2 separate regions of the Mus musculus genome follow, and region 2 is linked to region 1. A link is a contact called in public HiChIP or PLAC-seq data. All regions are on one chromosome and are shown on one strand. Each heading gives the region's core, a stretch centred on a gene start, on an enhancer-like site or on the middle of the called end of the contact. The rest is flanking DNA. Distances are from core to core; before and after follow the strand shown.

Region 1 (3,111 bases), core at 28-2,527:
TAGCGAATGGGTTTGGAGCCCTGGCGAGTGCTCATGAAATGAGTTTCTGTGTCCTAAGTCCACTGCTTAGGAAAGTTGTTCTCTTCAAGGTGTCCAAGTTTTCTCAGCAGGTAAGATCACGGGTATAATAAGAACACTAAGGGTACCAATGAGAAAGATGGGTTGATACAGTGAGAGCCATGGGTACTTGGGGGCCAAGGGCATCCTCTAAAGTTGAAATTGCCCTCAAACAGGGAAGCCACCCTTTCCAGTGGAATGTGGAGGCTGGAGTCACAGACTGGCATGGAGGAAAGAAAGAAAGGATATGGGGCGTGAGCCAGGATAGATGTAGTGTGAGCTAGGGTAGATGGGGGCATGAGCTGGGATAGGAAGCAGGTGTGAGCTTAGAAGAAGCAACTGCTCTGACTTTTCACCTGCATCCCCAAATGTGCTCTCCCAATATCCCTTCCCGAGATAAACTATCACCCGGAAGCCCCAGCCCCCAAAGACACTTTCCAGCCAGGCCTCCTCTCCTCCTCAGATCCCATGTCACTCCTTGGCACCATCTGCTTGTTTGCTGATGGGTTGATAGACTGCCTGCAAGGGGGATGGCTGTGTGCTGCTTGCTTCCCATCCCTGTACCTAAAACAGTTGCTGGCACACAGTAGCTGCTTAATAAACACCAGTTGTTATTATCGGCACACTTTGCACAGAGCCTAGAAACTTGAGGCTGACTCCATAAACATTAGTATTTATAGGTGAGTATCTCCAGAAACTAGCAAAAGGAGGAAGGCAGCTGGGCGGCACCGAACCTCGGAGAACAGTCTGTGACTTGCCAGCAAAAGGAAGAAAAATGAGGGGATCAAGCAGAGTCACAGAGATTAATAAGTGTGGCCCCCTCTGAGACAGAGCTAAGCCCAGCCAGCTGGAGAGGTCTCCCTCCACAGTATGGAGCCCCGGACCTGTCCAACTGGCAGCACAGAAAACAGCGCAGTGAGGTTAAGACCGTTCATCCTGGGAGAGGCCAGAAGTACTGAAGGGAGAGGGGAAAGGGGAGGTACTTAGGCTAAGTCAGTGTTTGGCTACCAGAAATACACTGCCAGGCAATGGCCTCTTCAGCCCCATCTTTCCCTTCTCCTCTTGTCTGACTGTTTGGAAATGCAGATTCTGGCAGAGTTCGTAAAAGTCCGCTTGGCTGGGAGACGTATAATTGACTGTTCCAGATAGACTAGAATCACAGGCTGGGCTCACTCAGTACACAGACCTGCTGAGCACTGAGAAGATTCTGAGCAAAAGCACGGATGCAGCTTCCAGAGATATACGCCACCAGGAGGGTTGGAGTCCCACCCCTTCTCAGCCTCTCAGCCTGTCCTGGGTCCACCAAGCCATGACTGCCCACGAGCTTTCTCCTAGGCCCATCAGGTAGCACATGAGAGTCCAGACCATTCTTTTAAACATCAAGCAAAAATCCCCATGACTATCTTTTAGTCCTAATTAAGATGCTGCTAAATTAGATCAGGAACAAGGGAAAGCTGTAGTAATGTACCCTGGAGCATGCCCTCAATCATTAACTGATAGTAAAATGCCAGTGACTTCAGCCCTGATTCAAAAAGTATAACCGTTAATTTCATTTTTACCAAAGCTCAGCCTTGATTTCAGTGTATAAGCAAATAAATCAAGAGAGGCTAGAAAAGCCTTCCACGAACTACATGCCTGCCAATGTGCCTTTAAAACATATCTCAGCAGAAACCAGCATAATCCCTACCTACAGTCTAAGCAGCTGTCCTTATACTGGCAGATAAATGTAGTCTTCACCCCTCCTCAAGGAAACTTCTCTTTGCTACAAACAGAGGCTATTATAGAAAACCACAGCCAATCAAAATGCAGAGTTGTGGAGCCCAGTGCCACCTGATACATCTACAGTTCAGGGGTCATTGCAGAAGAGGAGGCACAAAGACTGGAGGAGCCAGAGGATCAGGGAGTTTGCTGTGAGACTGTGTCTCCTAGGAATGTCAGAAGCTACACCCCAGAAAGTCTCACCAATGTAGCCGCCTAAATGTGGTCTGAACAGAGATGACACCAACAGACAACAGGCACTCCCAAGTGGACAGGGGAAAGGCCGAGGGCCTCCGTGCTAGAAAAAGAACTGCAGGCAACTAAGGGATGCTGAAAGGGGGAGAAAGCGTTTTTCCCCAGGGAACATCAATTAGTTATCCAAATGCATGTGGTAATTTCATATTTAGTACTCTTTCTGTCTCTGTCTCTGTCTCTGTCTTTCTGCTCTGTCTCTTTCACTGTCTGTCTCTGTTTCTCTCTGTCTTTCTCTCCTCTCCTCTCCTCTCCTCTCCTCTCCTCTCCTCTCCTCTCCTCTCCTCTCCTCTCCTCTCCTCTCCTCTCCCCTCCCCTCCCCTCCCCTCCCCTCCCCTCCCCTCCCCTCCCCTCCCCTCCCCTCTCCTTCCCCCTCCCCCTCCCCCCCTCTCTGTCTCATGCACGTATGCACAGCACATGTACACACTGGCATATAGCAGATCCCTATTAATTCCTGCCCGGTCTCCCTTGCTCAGAAGAAAGTACTAGTGGTTTGTCTTTGTTCCCTTACACGCCCACCACTTTTCAGACTTTTCTTGAATTTAAATCCACACAAAAATGCAATTTCTCACAGAGGAATATTATCATTATGCCATCTTGAATCGGCCAGATGAGACTAGCATGTTTTGGTTTTGTTCTGAATGTTGGGATTGCACTCAGAGGGCAGCATCTCATCCCAGCAACACAGTGAGCTGAGACAACAACGCCACACAGCCCCAAGGCGCGTGCAATATCACATCAGGGTTCTAACTCATAGCCGAACTTGAAAGCAAGAAGAAGCCCCTAGATGCCAGATACACAGCGACAACTAAAGTCTAACCCAGAACACACAATATATCTGTGGATCACCCTTGGATAGAAGGGTTCACTGCAGGGGAAAAGAGAATAGAAGAAATTCAGATTCCATAGAAGCAGGGACTTCCAACAGCAGGCAGGAAGAGAAGCCGAGCCTATGGGGACTGCCCAAGGCCCAAGGCTGTTGTCCAAGGCCCTTTCAAGGAGAAACAAGTCCATGGGCTGGAAGAGGCTGAAACTATCTCTCAT
Region 2 (3,066 bases), core at 26-2,525, 300 kb before region 1:
CCAGCCAGGCCTTACCTCCTAAATGTTCCACAGCCTTCAAAAACAATACTGCCAACTAAAGACTAAGTCTTCAAATCATGACCCTGTGGGAGACATTTGAGACCCAAACAGTGACATGTTCCCTTGGCCTAGGTGTCTTCTTTCAGCCATCTCTCTTGTCTAGCCCCAACACATATGTCCTGTCTTGGCTTACTGCTCAGCCCTGTCTTCTCTATTATGGTACACTTCGCCCCTGAATACCACCAGGCATTCACTAAGTGTGTGATTTCATCCCTAACATTTCCTTCCATTGGACCCTACACTTCATATGGTTACCCTTGACTTGTTCTCACAGTATCTACCACCTTCTTCAGTAGCTGTTAACATTCCTTCTTGGCACAGGAAATATTAGCTCGATAAGTGAATAATTAAAGACACCAGACAGATGGAGGACATGGTGGAGAAGAATCAGAAGATGACAGAGGGCTGGAGGGATAAAGGAGCTGGAGAATTAACATCTGGCCTCTTGGAGGAGAGAGACTCACCAGCCCACTGTGGATGAAGCTGCACCCAGTTAGCTCAATGCCTTTCTTCATCAAAATACACGGGCAACTATTAAGTCACGTGTGTTGGATGCCCTCTGAGAGCAGGGCCAACGCCCCTTTGCCTTGGCCAATTACCGCTAATGACTTCTCAAACACGACAGCTGTTATTCTTAACTACTGAAGCAATCAGCCAAACCAGTGTTCAACTTTTCCCCCAATGTTTGAATCACTTTAAAATAAAAGTAGAAATTGGAAATGTAGCAGTGTCTTCAGAATAAATTAGTGAGGATCTGTGGGAGAGAAAAACAACTAACACTTATGTGAGATACGGCAACGCTTCCTTCCAAGGGCAATTTATATAAGCAAACCGTTTGGGGGGCTGGTTTTAGTTGACTGATTCACGAGTTTGTATTTGCAAGGTATGTCTCAATGCCAGCTTCTTCGTCTAGCTTAGGAGCCCAGCCTCCTAAACCCTGGACACCATCCTGCAGAACGAAGCTTGAGAATAGCTCTCGATGACTGATGTTTGCCTATAGCCCCAGAAAGGAAGAACCACTGATCTCAAAGGGTCTGCTTGCTATATCTTAGCCCTGGAATGAGAGCCAAAACACTTGGCTTGAGCTCCAGCCTCACTGGGAGATAGCTTTGAGACATTGGGAAGCTCATGCAGCCAACTTGTGGAAATCCAGACTCCTAGTGTTACATCATTGGATGAATCATTGGATGAGATCACAAAAGGCCTTGAACCCCAGTCTTCTGCTGTTTCTGAGGCTTTCTCATCCCTGCAGCGATCGTGTTGAGCCGCCTGGCTCAGACAAGCACCAAGACTCCTGGGAAGCCAGTGCAGATGCTGAATTCAGGGAACTACCACCTCTAGCCTCCCTCATTCCTCGCCCCTCCCCACCTCTAGCCTCCCTCATTCCTCACCTCTCCCCAGTCTTTTTTCCCCTCTGAACGTCTTTCACTCAGACATTCTAGATCTGAGGAGACCATTTCTTAGGTATGTGTCCTGGCTACTTTTGTGTCAACTTGACACAGGCTGGAGTTATCACAGAGAAAGGAGCTTCAGTTGAGGAAATGCCTCCATGAGATCCAACTGTAAGGCATTTTCTCAATTAGTGATCAAGGGGGAAAGGCCCCTTGTGAGTGGGACCATCTCTGGGCTGATAGTCTTGGTTCTATAAGAGAGCAGGCTGAGCAAGCCAGGGGAAGCAAGCCAGTAAAGAACATCCCTCCATGGCTTGTGTATCAGCTCCTGCTTCCTGGCCTGCTTGAGTTCCAGTCCTGAATTCCTTGGTGATGAACAGCAGTATGGAAGTATAAGCCGAATAAACCCTTTCCTCCCTAACTTGCTTCTTGGCCATGATGTTTGTGCAGGAATAGAAACCCTGACTAAGACAGTATGTGACAGCATTAGATCACATTTTTCTTCCAAGACAATTAAGATTTACAATGAAAAAAAATTTACAATGGACACTATGATACTATATCCTTCCTTCTTCCCAACAGACTGGTCAGCACTGCCATCTGGAGACACCACTGTCTCCTTTCACAGAGCTCCTGTGAAAAGCTGCTCTCAAGAACTATGGCTCTCTCTACCCTTTTGTTTGGTTTTCCTCAATGATAAAGACTGATATGTTGTCTTAAGGACTTCTTCAGTTTCCTACACTACGCTGAAGTCCTACACTACACAAGTGTGTGCTGTCCTTGAATTCCAGCTTTAAATTCCAGCTTGACTTTTAGTTAAATTTAAATTTTAATTCTAGCCTTGACTTTTAATTTGGGGATATGCAATGGAATTCAAAGAATTTATGAAAATCAACTCAACAGATTCTTTAATTAACACAGCTCTAACAGTTTTGCCCACATGAGATAGCCTTTACCTTCATTAATGTAGAAAAAGCAGTTCAACTTGAATATGAGCTAGCTGAATGGTTTTATTGTAGTTTTCCCCTAAGTCTTGATAAACATTTTGTGTCTGAATGGCTGAAGAAACAAATAGCCAAGCATAATTAATATGGCTCTTGAGAAGTGAACAATTATACCGCTTGGGATATTCCTATTCATAACAACCAGTTACCAAATGTTCCCAGACTGTGCTGGGACCTGGGATTTGGATCATGGATCATGGGATAGAACTTTATCTTTCGATTTTGAGGATTTCTTTAGGTGATTCCCACCTTTCACCCCTGCCTCCTACAAGCAGCATGATCCCAGCCGTCACCCCAGGGAGCAGTCAGGGTGCCCCGGATTTATACCTTAGAGGGGTGACCAGTGACAGCAAAAGACTAAGACTCCCCTTGGAGTCTCAAAAGGACTTTAATCTCTGAGGGCTCCTGGCAGAGCTGTGACAAATGAAAGAAGGAAAGGAAGCTGAAGGAGATGACACCCCACCCCCTCCCTGAGGGGACCTGCCATGCCATCTATAGAACAAAGGCTTGGACATCCAGAACAGAGACAATTACTGCCTTCCTTCAAAAGAAATAGAGGGAGCCAGATAGTCACGCAACTCTGCTCCCAGCTCCAAAGTCGTCTTCCCAGC

Evidence for each region. HiChIP or PLAC-seq counts read pairs in DNA pulled down with a chosen protein or histone mark.
Region 2: an H3K27ac HiChIP or PLAC-seq map of SST interneurons shows a contact between it and region 1, with 8 times the contacts expected there. The contact joins two enhancer-like sites. A contact is called at or near these places in 8 of 484 Hi-C or Micro-C datasets (the CH12 cell line, embryonic fibroblasts, embryonic stem cells and 3 more) and 1 of 115 datasets of contacts at active chromatin or transcription factors (SST interneurons).

What each region holds. Positions count from the first base shown.
Region 1 is chr12:82,697,192-82,700,302 of GRCm38.p6, reverse strand. All of the region lies in intron 2 of Rgs6 (regulator of G-protein signaling 6), which reads right to left. Among named protein-coding and RNA genes, the nearest start is that of Gm22149, 74 kb to the left of the region's middle. Within about 2 kb of position 1,277, at least 8 of the 459 cell types and tissues checked have an H3K27ac peak or open chromatin away from gene starts, as enhancers often do. A contact at or near this core is called in SST interneurons, where this site is marked.
Region 2 is chr12:82,996,995-83,000,060 of GRCm38.p6, reverse strand. The region is part of intron 3 of Rgs6 (regulator of G-protein signaling 6); the gene reads right to left. Gm31308 (a long non-coding RNA gene) reads left to right here. Exons shown (of 2, transcript XR_381770.3): 2 at 382-784. Among named protein-coding and RNA genes, the nearest start is that of Gm31308, 6.1 kb to the left of the region's middle. Within about 2 kb of position 1,275, at least 17 of the 459 cell types and tissues checked have an H3K27ac peak or open chromatin away from gene starts, as enhancers often do. A contact at or near this core is called in SST interneurons, where this site is marked.